3 separate regions of the Mus musculus genome follow, and regions 2 and 3 are each linked to region 1. A link is a contact called in public Hi-C and HiChIP or PLAC-seq data. All regions are on one chromosome and are shown on one strand. Each heading gives the region's core, a stretch centred on a gene start, on an enhancer-like site or on the middle of the called end of the contact. The rest is flanking DNA. Distances are from core to core; before and after follow the strand shown.

Region 1 (4,573 bases), core at 832-3,331:
ATTTGGGTGTGTGTGGGGCTCTGCTGAGGTTTCCGTCCATAACATAGATTGAAATGTATGTTAGAATGTAAGCCTCTAATGAGCTTCGTCTTTTCACTGGTAATCCTTCTGTCCTTTATTAAATGTATTATAATCAGTTTGTCATGGATTTTTAATTTTAAAACTGAGAGTACATGAGTGTAATTTTTTATTTTCTTTTTATCTTGTGATTACCCTTGTTCTGAAAGTAAGCCCATTTTCCTCCTAGTTTTAGATGAGAAATCACTTTTTAATTCATGTACATTGGTACAGATTCCATAATCTTCTGTTGATTTATATAGAAGCACAGCCTTTTAGATCATTACATAGTTGCACAGATGTGTTTGTGGAGGGAAATGTCTAGGGATGAGACGTGTATGGGGCAGGCATAACTATAGACCTCCACCCACTGATAACGTCTTCTTTTCCAGTTCTGGCAGGTGATCTGTAAGACAGTGACTGAGTATGGATCATTTGAACGAGGCAACTCAGGGGAAAGAACATTCAGAAATGTCTAACAATGTGAGTGATCCGAAGGGTCCACCCGCCAAGATTGCCCGCCTGGAGCAGAACGGGAGCCCTCTAGGAAGAGGAAGGCTTGGGAGCACAGGTGGAAAGATGCAGGGAGTGCCTTTAAAACACTCGGGCCATCTCATGAAAACCAACCTTAGGAAAGGTAAATACTCGCCAATCAAATCCTGCAAAGCTGCTTGATGTCTGCCCAAGGCCACCCTGTGTGGAGGTGTAGGGCTGGAACATGCTGGGCATATTCTCTTTCTAGGTGTCTTTCTGATGGGAAATTAAATGGCATTGTGGGCTGTGGTGTCAGTCAGGTTCTGAAAGCATGTGTGCTGGTTTTGAGTGGTGCCTCTCTCTTCCTAAGACTGGAGGCCCTGGTATATTTGGAGAGTAAAAAGTCTGAGTTCAGTGTCATGGTCTTCGTCTAGACAAGGTCCATTTGGCGACACTGCTGCAGTTATGGGTGTGCAGGTAGCTGCTGTTTGAGCTGATCCTGGGTAAGAGACTGAGCTTGTCTGAGAATCACCATAGGTTTTTCCTGAGATTACTAACTGTAAGGGGATTTTCAGGACATGGACCTGACATGAGAACAAAGATTTCTGATGTAATTTACTGTGCTTTTTATTTTTCTGAAGAGCAAAGTTATTATTTAACAGTTTGTTTTTTAAAAACAATTTGCTGATTCTGGTTTTTAATTTTGAGTATTTTTGGTAAAGGGAAAGGAAGATTTAGGCAAGTTTGTAAAGGGGAAAAATACAAACAAGTGATTTTTCTACCAATATTAAATGGATGAAGTTTTTACAACTTTGCCTGTGTTAGACATTGCTGTCCCTACAAGTCAGGTCCTGTGTGGAATACCCTGTATGCCTCACAGGGGTCTTTATTTTGTCATTGAATAACATGTAGGACTCAGATTTTTTCTGCATTTGCTAAGCAAAGAATAATAATGCCATCTTTTACTCAGCACGAATACTAAGCAGAGAAAGTTAGGAGGCCGAGGAATTTCATTGTGTTTGATGCATAACATTTATCATATTTATCATACAATCATTTATTTTTTTCCTTGGTTTGGCGAAAACAAAGAATATATTGATCCTGAAATAAACAGACACAGCACTCCGTATTGTTAGATCTTTATCTATTAAAAATGGAAAAACAGCCCTTCAGCAAATTCTTTGGCCTCTACTCATGATTACCCTATTTATTGATTGTTTGCCAAGAATGTATGCATCTTTAAGCCAGGGTAAGAGCATTAAAAATATAATTTATTATGGCTTTTCAAACAGAGTGCATTAATATTGTACTGTGTAGTGCTGAGGCTCTATAAAAAAAGACTTTCTGACGCCTGCAAACACACAAGTTCCATAAATTCCTAAATAGGAGATTTCAGCTGTCTCTGGTATTATGTGATATTTGCACAGCAAACTTTAATGCCAGGACAGTTTTAGACAAGGATTCTACAGACTTCCCTGCTCCTTATGGCTGCCGTGCTGTTTACACAGGCTCATGAACCTCCAGCAAAAGCCTCTAAGACTGCCTTCAGGTTTAAATCATGTGGTATTTTTAGCTTGCAGCAGTGACCAGTGCTCCCTGTCTAATGCAGGAAGGCTATGAAGTTGCAGTAGTTGGAAGTCTGGCCAAACACCAGCTTGAATAATCAGGCAGTCCAGCGAAGGCTCCTGTTTAACATTACTCCTAGTAACAGGAGGGCAACCGTGACAGTTCTCAAGACGATCTAGCACCGGATTTGTAATTAGATGATCCTGTTGCTACCGTATCGCAGCCACCTTTATTATCTATAAGGCACCTTTAAATTCGATCAATTAAACACAGAGTCAATCCAGGCTGTTTCAGTGGTTTGAAAAGGTTTCACTTATTTCATAGAGCAGAGGTCTGAAAAGCTATTTGACACCTCTGATTCCATGAGAGGAAAATGCAGTATACGTGATTTTGGCTTGCAAACCCCAACTCCTCAGACATCAGTAGTGAGGAGAAGGAGCTAAGAGCTAGAGTGTGGTCATCTCACTCCTCAAATGCTTTAAGAAATGCATTGCATTCAAAATTACATATCTAAGAAATACATTTTAATTCTAGGAGGGTCTGCGCTCAAAACAAACAGCAAAAAAAAAAAAAAATCAGAAGTCTTTTGGGAGGTTTTGTTTTTTTATTATTTTTTTTAATCTTATTTTTCATGTGCTTGGTTTCTGTTTGACAGGTGCTAGATAAAAATTGTGGCTAAGCTGAGAAAGCACTAAGAAAAAGGGGTTGGGTGTTTTTATTTGTTTAAGAGATTTTGCCAAAATACCTTCAAGCCAAGGAAGAAATCACCAGTTTGCATATTGCTATTTTTGCTGCGGTCTCCCCAAGTTCTCTTCTGATCCCTGACGGGTTCTCTCTCTGGTATAAAACAGCTGAATGAATGACAAGAATATTGGCAAGCTCTGCGGCTTGTGTTTCATGCCTAGCCTGCTGGTACTTCCCAACGAGTTTGTGAGCTTTTCTAAGTAAACCTAAAGGGGTTGGTTTAATTGTCAGAGCTGGAGTCTCCTGTGAATGGTTTCGCAGAGCTTAGGTGAAGACACACATGTGGAAAGATGGAGCTGTTTTATGGCCGGCTTTTGTTCAGCAGAAACCAGCAAATAGAGGATTTGTAAAGGGCCTCTCAGGCAGTAGGGAAATGTCATGCCGATCCTCAGAGCAGGGGATGGGCAGCTGACACCCTCAGAAGTTAGGGTTCTGCCAGTCCAGTACAAGTCCAGAGTATAGAGCCGACGCAGGCAGGGATACTGTGGAACTAATTGGGGATCCTGGGTGCCCTGTTAAAGTAACCCTTGTCATCATTTATGCTAAAGATGATACTCTCCTGGCAGTGTGCCACAGTACTGCTCAGATGCATCTGTTTTTAACCCTTTTCTGGAACTGTTGGAAGTCTGACAGCGTACTGCATTAATACCTTGAGTGCCACTGCAGGTGGACTCCGGCTTCTGGGCCAAATCTCCTTCCCAACAGTCCTGTGGCCTGTGTCACTGAGCTCTTGGACTGGGTGCCAACAGAGAAGCAGCAGACCCCACGCAGAGCCTGCCTCTCCTGGATCGCAGGAAGGCCAGCTTTCCTTTCACACTCTGTCATTTTTACCATATTTAACTGCAGCAGAAATTGTTAACGTTAAAGACTTATGGCTGCTGTCAATGGCTTTTTCCTGGATAGATGAAATGGGTAGTCATAGATAGAAGTATTCTGTTTTGTTTGTTCTGTACATTCAAACAGTGCCTATGAGCACCGATGTGGTTACGTTTTGTGTTTCTTTTGTGGAACCAGTTAGAGGAAATGCTGAAAACCAGGCAGAAAAATCATTGTCTAGTCAGATAATTTGGGCGCAAGCAGGTAAAGCTTGTTATTAACAGAAGTGTGTATGCAGGAAGAAGGTGGGCTCTTCGAAGACAACTGCAGTGGGTTCTGTTTGCGTAGCAGTTAAAGCAAATCAGACCAGACACTTATCTGTCTCTCGTCAGCATTACTGTTCGATCAGAAAAGTAATTCTGCGTTCACTGATTTTGGAAGATGCACTATTAAAATGAATGGCGAGGCCACGTTACCTTATGAGCAGGTACACCGTAAAGGAAGTTAAAGTCTTTCCTGTGCAACTTTTAAACAGTAAATGACTGCATGTTTGTCTGTGTGCCTGTGTCTCCCCCCAGACTGCCTGGGAAGCTCTGTGGCTCCTCTCACTGTGGTGAAGATTTAGTTTCATAGCTTAGGTCTTCCTCCCTCCAGACTGTTTCTGAAGATTGTTGGTTTTCTATATTTTCCTCTGTCTCTTTGATAGGAACCATGTTACCAGTTTTCTGCGTGGTGGAACATTATGAAAACGCCATTGAGTATGATTGCAAGGAGGAGCACGCGGAATTTGTATTGGTGAGAAAGGATATGCTTTTCAACCAGCTGATAGAGATGGCGTTGCTGTCTCTAGGCTATTCACACAGCTCTGCTGCCCAAGCCAAAGGTAAAGGATGCATTTGTGGGGCTGGGAAGTTGC
Region 2 (4,573 bases), core at 555-3,054, 320 kb before region 1:
GTGGTGTCTCTCTTCATAGCAATGGAAACCCTAGCTAAGACCAGTAGCATGTCCAGAGGCCAGAGTTGATTCCCAGTGTCACAAAGGTGATGTAAAACATTTATTAGAACTGAATAGTCCCATAATTAGAGAAACCAACTTGTAGTTTATAATATGCTCATAAAGTTACTTCGGTGGCAGTTTGTTTTCCATTGTGGTATAATTTACATAGAATAAAATTCTACTTTTATAAGTAAATTCAATGGAGTAAGCATCACTGCCATGTGGCCACATCAAGATGGAGTGTGTAAAATAGTTTGCTGAACCTAGGGCCCCCTGTGAGCTATTCTTGTCGATTTTTTCCTTCCCATTCTGCTCTTGTAAGCTCCCAGAAATTTACCAACCTATATTTTCCTATGTTCAGACTATCATAGAATATAAAGATACTATCTGAATTTTGGATTGTGAGCCTAGTCTTTAATGGCAAAACCATCTCTCCATCCTGAGTTTTTAATATTCAGCATAAAGGTTTGGAGAGACTTAATTCCACTGTGGATTTCTGTGGTCTATTTCTGTCCAATTGTGAGTATCCCAAAATCTTTAACTCCCAACATGACACAACCTTGAGTCACAAGAATGGAGACACAGCTGGGGCATTGCTCAGATGTGATTGGCCTATTCACATGTCTGTGAGAGATTGTCTTTGTTATTAATTGATGTAGGAGGACCCATCCTGATGTGGGCTGCTCTGTTTCTAGTGCACGTGTCCTTGGGCTGTACAAAAAAAAGCTACCTAAGCATAAGTTAATAGGCCAGTAAGCACCATTCTTCTATGGTTTCTACTTCAAACTCTGCATGAGTTTCTGTCTTGAATTCCCTCAGGGATGGACTATGACCCAGAAGTTTAAGCCAAACAAATCCTTTCCTTCCATCAGGTGCTTTTGCTCAGAGTATTTTATCATAGCAACAAAAATACTAAGAGACCGGGTGTTATATTGTAGGGAACCACAAGGTATTTATCAACATACAAGAGGAAAAATCTTGAGCTGCAAAAAAAAATAAACAGGAGGACTCTTATCCATGAGACCCAACAAATCCACGAAACAAAGCAGAATATGTAGGATATATAGTGGCTAAATACAACTTGATATTCCGTGTTTACTTGTTTGGAGCACTTTGAAATTTCTGGGGTCCTAAAACACACTAAATTCCAAGTCAGTCTATAGTCTTTATAGATCATCAGCAATTTAATAGGCTGCAGAAACCATGCTCTGCGTATTCAATAGTCAGATTAGGATGTCCAAATGATTTTCTATTTCTAGAATGATCATTGTCTCCTAGCACAGCCTGGTGCTCTAGAATATGACTCAGGCAAATACACCACAAAGACAACTGACTCAGCAGCTTTTCAGGGTCCCCATGTGTGGACTTAGCCATTTACAGACATGTATGCTGCCTTCGGTATCTAAATGATTTGTTTTTTCAATGAATATCAACTGAATTCCTCCCATGAATATAGGCAGGAATAAAGCAGGTGAAAATCTCCCACCTCACATACCTTGTTTTCTTAGATAAAATTAAAGAAAAAATAGGATTCCTGCGACTGACAAATTCTATGAATGAAAGTCAATTCCGGGTGCTGGTGTTGAGGATCCTCAAGCTATGAAAGTGTTTTCAGGAAAAATTTCACAGACAAAATCAAATCTGTGAAAAAAAAGATATGTTGGAGCTACAAACATGAGAAAGCAAACAAATGTCAAAGAAGATGTCAGAGAATCTAGATTCCTGTCAGCTGGGTGAAAAGGCGTACCACAGAATTTCCCCTATGATTGCACCTCTGAAGCTTTGAAGCTGCAGTCTCTACTCACCACCCTCCTACACAAGCGGCAGCTCAAAGTCAGCAGGAGATCTTGGGACTAGGGATGCGTGCTGCCGAGGGCTGTGAACCAACCACAAGGTATATAAGGGATGCTGGAAATGCTTTGTGTCCCTCCTCCAGCCCCTGACAGTAAACAGCCATTAGAAATACATAAAAGAGCCACAAGTCACTCAAAGGCAAAGGCTGAGGCTGGGGTTTCGTATCTATGCGTGGAAACACACATGGGCTAGAACTCATCTGCATCTTTGTCTTCATTTACATTTTTCCCAGAAGCAGGATTCGAAAGACGGGTCCATGTACTTCAGAGTGAGGTGATTCTAGAAAGTTCTAGAAGAGGAAGGGAATAAAGAGATAAAAGACAGATAGTCAGTAGAAAGTTATGGGATAAGACTTCTCAGGGTGGGTAGGAGCTTGATTCTACTGGAGGATGCTGAGAACCTGTGTGGGCTATAACCTCAAAGTTACCTCACCCAGGGAAAAGAACCTAGGATTCTGTTCTCCCAACTCCTATGAGTCAGTGATTGACCCAATGGATAATTGAGTTTTGACTCAATCCTTGAGCATGCTGAGCATAAATTGAATTCCAAAGCCCTTCTGATAGCTTTGAGCCACCATACCAGTGCTTCTTAAAGTCTTCTTAAAGAACAGCAAGTGCTCTAAACAACTAAGCTATTGCTCAATGCCCTGTTTGTTACATTTTAGTCTTGCAATAGCAATTTGTTACAAATAACTGTAATTCTTATGCTTTACAAGTCAGTTATAGTCTTTTAGGTACAATATGGAAGATATTAAAACTACTCAGCCTTATAACAATTTTAACTATTAATTTACTTCACTATGTTTGTGCTTTTAAGACATATAGCAAAACTGACTCTCAACAGTATTGTACCCTTTACAACAAAATTATCATATCTGAAACCACACATGGTAGTGCACACGTATAACCCCAGCCCTTGAGAGGTAGAGACAGGAAGATCAGAAATTCAGGGTTAGTTTTAACAGTACAGTAAGTTCAAGGCTACCCTGCATTATGTGAAACCTTGTCTCAAAAGAAAAATTGAGATTTGATCTATATAAAATGGAGTACTGGTGAATCTGGAAATGTTTGGGGCATGTACTTTGCCAACACATGCAGCTATAAAAGATTAGTATTTGGCAAGATGTTCTACCTGCTCTAAGACTCAACACTTCAAAGTTGATCAGAACTCACATTCTGTGCCCTTTCAGTACACTCTCCAGTCCCTTGTCCTCTCTTCTGTTCCAGGAGGCTAATTTCTACCCAGTTGAGTACTTTGTCCTTTTATTACAAATTAATTTTACTAAGAAGTGGCCCTGCTGAAGGACTGAGGCCAAAAGAGGAAGCTGTGATCCTTTGACTTGCAGCACAGCACACATTTTTTGCATTACATTTTTAAGGTCATAGTTTCTGGAGCAGAGCTCTTAGCTATGGGTCATCTTATGGTGTTCCACTAATGTTGTTTATCTCTTGAGCTCCAAGGATGACACAATCCTGCTGCGTGTCCCTTGGTTGTTACTACCTCTTTCCAGGTTCCCTTAGTCCCAGCCGTATGTCAGCAGAGGCCTTCCATGAAATGCTTCTTAGGCACCATGCTCATATAAGCTGTTTCCCAAATACAAACTGCCTGAAACTCTGCTGCCTCTGTCACCCAGAGGTTAAGCTTGCAGCCTCTTGCTCAGTCTTCAAAAATGTAATGTGTACACTACAAACATCCATTAGGCAGTGCTCTCGTGTGTGCACTACTATGATCCACCACACAGTGTTCCCATGTGAGCACTGCTATCATCTACTATGCAATGGTCCCACACAGACAAGACAGGACAAGCAATCGAATACTCACGCATATGAATGTATGTGATTTCTAGAATTTCTGACTTAAGTCATGATTAGCTATAGGGTTTAATGTTATTAGATAATTATCTCCTTACCCCCACCCCCCACCCCATGCTTATCAACCCACCTACTCCCACTTCCTGGCCATGACATTTCCCTACACTAGGGCATACAGCCTTCACAGGACCAAGTGCTTCTCTTCCCATTGATGACTAGCAAGGCCATCCTCTGCTACATATGACACTAGAGCCATGGATACCTCCATGTGTACTCTTTGGTTGGTGGTTTAATCCCTGGGAGCTCTGGGAGTACTGGTTGGTTCATATTGTTGTTCCTCCTGTGGAGCTGCAGACCCCTTCATTTTCTTGGATCCTTTCTCTAGCCCCTCCATTGGGAACCCTGTGCTCAGTCCAACGGTTGGCTGAGAGGATCCACCTGTGTATTTGTCAGGCACTAGCAGAACCTCTGAGGAGACAGTTGTATCAGGCTTGTGTCTGCAAGCACTTGTTGACATCCACAATAGTGTTGGTTTGGTGACTGTACATGGGATGGATCACCAGGCAAGGCAGTCTCTGGATGACCTTTCCTTCCCTCTGTTACACACTTCATCTTTGTAACTCCTCCCATGGGTATGTTGTTCCCCCTTCTAAGAAGGACCGAAATATCCACACTTTGGTCATCCTTCTTCTTGAGTTTCATGTGGTTTGTGAATTGTATCCTGGGTATTCCAAGCTTCTGGGCTAGTATCCACTTATCAGTGACTGCATACCATGTGTGTTCTTTTTTGAATGTATTACCTCACTCGGGATGATATTTTCTAGTTCCATCCATTTGCTTAAGAATTTCATAAATTCATTGTTTGT
Region 3 (4,573 bases), core at 1,364-3,863, 310 kb after region 1:
CATCCTGCAATGTTAACTGTGTGGCTGGGATCCCTGAGGTACGGAGGCACTCAAAGCAAACAGCTGTGCCACCTACTTGCAACAGTTGTACGCCCACCACACAGCACCGAGGGGGAGGAGTAGGTCAAAGAGAGCCGTAAGGAGGATGGCGAATCTGGCTTTGCTGCTCCCCGGTAGCCCGGGGGAATCCAGCCCTTCGGAGGGTAGGTATTGTGTGTGCAGCTCAGAGGTTTGAGCGTTCTCTTGCAACTTGTCTCCTATTAACCACCTACTACATTTTTATATTCCACATCCACAAACCACCAAAATAGTGTTTAGCAAATTAACGGGATACTGAATAAAAAGCCAATCAAACAACCTCACAGGCAGCTCGAAGATGGGCCTGAGCAGTGGGTGTTGGAAGCCCCTGGTAGACAGACATAGATATTCCAAACAAACGGGCGCCTCTGATAGCTTTGAGAACAAAGTGTAGCCCTGGCCAGGTTGTTATCCGGGTAGCTCTGTGGAACCTATGAGCTGCTCCGTACCTGTGGCAGCAGGGAATACACCAGGAGGGCATAGACAGAACAAACCCAGCTTTTCACACTTGAAAGGCCAAAAAGAGCTCACCTATATCTTGTCACTCAGCTGCCCTGTTGTCCTGAGACAGGTGGAGTGGAGGCCACCACGCCCCCATGCTGTGGTGATTCACTCTCAATTCTGTCAGAGAAGTTTGAGCATACTTTCTTTTCTAACACTTTCCTACACCCATGCACCCCACTCTCTCCTCATCTCCTTTACTCTTTGTGACATTTTCCACATGGCTCTCTAATACTGGTACCTTTCTGGCATCTATACTGGCTCCTCTTCTCGTTTTATATGCCTTCCTCGGACAGTTCCCTCTACCCATATGTATTTAGGGCCAAGGTTTCTAGGTTTTCATTTCCTACCCCTGGCTTGTTCCTCACTTCTGTCCTTCTCATGGCTCCGCCCACTTATCCTAGCCTTTCTTTTCCATGGATTTGACACAAAGTCCCCCTCCTGGCAACTAACAAAGTTTTGATCCACCTTAGAAAACTTATCACAAACCACAGTAATCATTCCCATATCGTCTTAGGCATCATCACTGCCTAGAGAATTAGTCTACTGTGTCCAGGTAGACCATGTGCTGTGTAGCTGCTGACCACTCCCCTTATGGGGAAACAACAGGCAAGCTCCAAGCTGCCCTTTCCTTTATTTTGACTTCACTGAAACCCCTAAGTGTTAGTGAGCCAGGCCAGATTCTCTGAGTCATGACAGTTGGCTTGTCAAGATTGCAAAAGGCTTAAATTTTAATCACATCCGAGCCTGGCATGTGTTAGGTGGCTGTCCTTGACCTCAGGTATCATAACAAGAACCAAGTGACCTCTAGTCTGCAAGTCCATCACTTCAAATATATTATCTAATGTTACCAAAGCAGAGAAAGTAAAGGCATGGAGATTCGTCTTCTCTTAATGGCCCCAGACCTAAAGACACACAGATTTCTATTTAAGATCCAAGCCATTGTCTAAAATTGACCATAGAACCCCACTTAACCAGCCCTGGATCTAGGAAAGGCAAGAGACATTAATGTCTGATAAGCCCTAATTCATATATATCGCTTTATGATTCTTTTAGGAAGCTAAACATTATCTCTAGAATCTGGAAGTAAAATTTAAGTCTGATCTATGTGTCATAGACAAGCGCACCTACTAAGAGTAGCAGCTGGGCAAGCAAACTGAAAAGAAGGCTAACCAGCTATGTGGGGCTCACACCTGGGAAGACTTACAGTCCTAGCCCACAAATGGAGGCTGCCTTAGTAGCAAGTTCCCTCGTAATGAGATGGAGACTTGCTTATTTTTAGGGTGAGGCTGAGTAATTAATGACTGTCCAGGCAACTGGCAGAAACCATACAGACATTCTGAAAAATTGATTAAAACACACACACTTAAAAGCTCCAAGATGCCTTGTGACTCTCTTCCCGCCTGTAGTGTAATTAAATAAAGCTTTATCTAACCATTTTACTTGTATGCATTAGGGACTCAAACCAGGCCTCTCTTTCTCCCAAGACTTCAATATGCCCTTATCTGTTTGTACTAATTGAGTTTTCTCATACTGCCACATGGGCAGCAGCTAATAGATCTGATATGCCTGGGGATGATCCTGGGTTCCTAAAGCTCTCCCAGTGACCTCAGATCTTTAAGAACTCAGATCCGCACTGGAGACAGGAAAAATCTTGTACCTTGAAATTATGTGATCCTTTCTGCGGTGAGGTGAGGGAATTCAAATCTCCAGAAGCTCACGAACTAGATACATGCACAGGCCAGCTTAGGAAGGATACAACGCATGCCACCAAGCTCCGCCTGGTTATAATCTCAGCTGCTTCTCAAATGAAACAAGGCAGAGACTCGCCAGGCAGAGCCAGGCCTCTTGGAACAGGCCTGCAATCCCAGATACTCAAGAGGCTAAGGCAAGAGGGTCGTATATTCAAAGCCTTACCTGGGCTATAAAATGAGTTCAACTACATTAAATGTCTCAAATGAAAACGTAAAAAAAAAAGTGGATAGGGGGTTTGAGAGATTGCTTAGTGCTTAAGAGAACTTGCTTTTCTCCCAGGGGATCTGGATTCAGGTCTCAGAACCCATAAGCTTACAGCTGCTAATTCCAGCGGATCTGATGCCTTCTCTTAGCCACCAACAGCACCTGCAAAAACATTATTCTATCTACCTCTACCTCTACCTCTACCTCTACCTCTACCTCTATCTCTATCTGCATGCATGTATGTGTACATGCATATAGATACAGAGATAGCAATAGGCATTTACACATACTCATAAAAAATAAATAAGTAAATCTTAAAAGAAAAGATATCTGAAGAGATGGCTCAGTGGTTAAGTTGCTACTCTTACAGAGGACCTGGGTTGGGTTCCCAGCACCCACATGGTGGCTCACAACTGCCTATAACTCCAGTTCCAAAAGAATGACCGAGGAAAGACACTTAGTACTTAGTCTTCCATGTGCACATATTTATAAACCAACACTAACAAGTACATATAGCACACACGTATACACATGCACACATATAACATAAGATGGCTGAAAATAGACATCTAACACAGAAGTGGTGGTAGGTTCAATCCCCAGGACCGAGGGAAGGTGTAATTACCTGGAGAGCTTGTTAATGCACAGATTTCTTGGCTCTGCCCTATAGGAGCTCATAGGTTTCCAGGTGGCAGTGCTGTTGCTGCTCGAGGCCACACCTCAACAGCCAGTGGCTCAGAAGGGGGTCTCCCAGTATTGTCAGATCTCCAAGAGAAATTGGAAGTATGGATTTATATGTGAAATGCCTCGATTTTTAAAAATCTTGACCACAAATCTAAAGGCATTAAAACTTAAGACAAACCAGTTCTGATGGAGAAATGCTGCAGAGACTCACAGAAGTCTGCTTTTGAAAAAATGGTGCCGCGCTCTTAGTTTATAACCCACAGCTTTGGAAAAATTTGTCAGTCGGCAGGTAAGCCACAATAACTCCTAATAGGTGAATAGATAGTAAAAGCCCCTCATATTGTCTCTCTGTTTATCAGGTGATCCCACTTTGTCCCCTGTCACTACAAAGCTATATTTATGTGAGACCCCACCGAACCCTTTTAGAAACATTCTCCCAAACGGTCCTCAGACCCCTTAAAATATTGCCAATGAGCCCACATTTGAATGGTATCGATCTCACTTGAGTCGATATTTTAAACCATCAGCTTTAACACTGGGCCTAGGTGCTTCTCTCTGTGTTCCTAAGGCCTCAGGTCCTATACATTTTCATAGATCTGGCCCAGCACCTTTGATAGGCAGGTTGCCATGCTGGGTACTGATGATACAGTCTATCCTTGCCAGATTCCATACCATCCAGACATGGACAGGGAAGAGAAATGCAAGCAGACACAACTCTGAGCTGTTCTATGTGCACTGGAATTCCATTAAAAAGCTTATTTGCAACATTCTCTTCTTAATACAAAAAGTTTTTTTTTTTTTTTTAACTTGGTCATTCACACAGACAATGACAGTCAAAGTTTGTCTTGTTTTTCCACTTGGATTCTCCACCCCACTCTGACTTTTTCAGGTGATAAAGCACTGAGGCCATGCTATCCTGAAGATTTATCTTCAACACAAAGAAACCGGGGTTAGAGTTTGACAATTCTAACCGAACAATTCGAGGTAAAATACATATCATTTTATTCCAATTGAAAGGTGAAGACACAAACGTGTGGCAGGCACTTTTATCTCGATGCTGCCCTGGATGCATTTGCATTAGGCAGGCAGGAAGTTCGACTGTGTGGTACTGAAATATACATTCTAGACTGTTCCCTTCATACATGGTCCGGGCTTGCCCTGGTATAAGATTTCTAGTTCCTAGGACATAAAGGGGATTTGGAAGGATCTCCTAGAAATATATCCCTAGAGTCTATCTATTCCTGTATCTGACTGGGGAGAGGATACTATAAGAAATATCTAAGGACATACTGCAGTGAATATATGTTTAATAAGTAGAAAAACCCATCTGGTCTTTAAAACCAGCTCTTTC

Evidence for each region. A called contact is a pair of places that touch in the nucleus more often than the background predicts. HiChIP or PLAC-seq counts read pairs in DNA pulled down with a chosen protein or histone mark.
Region 2: a contact with region 1 is called in a BATF HiChIP or PLAC-seq map of CD8 T cells, with 12 read pairs. The contact joins two enhancer-like sites. A contact is called at or near these places in 3 of 115 datasets of contacts at active chromatin or transcription factors (CD8 T cells, large pre-B cells and pro-B cells) and 1 of 9 other capture datasets (adipose tissue).
Region 3: a Hi-C map of the N1E-115 cell line shows a contact between it and region 1, with 3 times the contacts expected there. The contact joins two enhancer-like sites. A contact is called at or near these places in 1 of 484 Hi-C or Micro-C datasets (the N1E-115 cell line), 2 of 115 datasets of contacts at active chromatin or transcription factors (embryonic forebrain and embryonic stem cells) and 1 of 9 other capture datasets (embryonic stem cells).

Annotation. Positions count from the first base shown.
Region 1 is chr17:51,805,164-51,809,736 of GRCm38.p6, reverse strand. Satb1 (special AT-rich sequence binding protein 1) reads left to right here. Exons shown (of 11, transcript NM_009122.2): 2 at 450-694; 3 at 4,364-4,540. The coding sequence starts at 484. Among named protein-coding and RNA genes, the nearest start is that of Satb1, 25 kb to the left of the region's middle. Within about 2 kb of position 2,081, at least 37 of the 459 cell types and tissues checked have an H3K27ac peak or open chromatin away from gene starts, as enhancers often do. A contact at or near this core is called in CD8 T cells and the N1E-115 cell line, where this site is marked.
Region 2 is chr17:52,122,777-52,127,349 of GRCm38.p6, reverse strand. No RefSeq gene overlaps it. Among named protein-coding and RNA genes, the nearest start is that of Gm19585, 24 kb to the left of the region's middle. Within about 2 kb of position 1,804, at least 8 of the 459 cell types and tissues checked have an H3K27ac peak or open chromatin away from gene starts, as enhancers often do. A contact at or near this core is called in CD8 T cells, where this site is marked.
Region 3 is chr17:51,496,476-51,501,048 of GRCm38.p6, reverse strand. It overlaps the pseudogene Gm46574. Among named protein-coding and RNA genes, the nearest start is that of Gm31143, 36 kb to the left of the region's middle. Within about 2 kb of position 2,613, at least 1 of the 459 cell types and tissues checked has an H3K27ac peak or open chromatin away from gene starts, as enhancers often do. A contact at or near this core is called in the N1E-115 cell line, where this site is marked.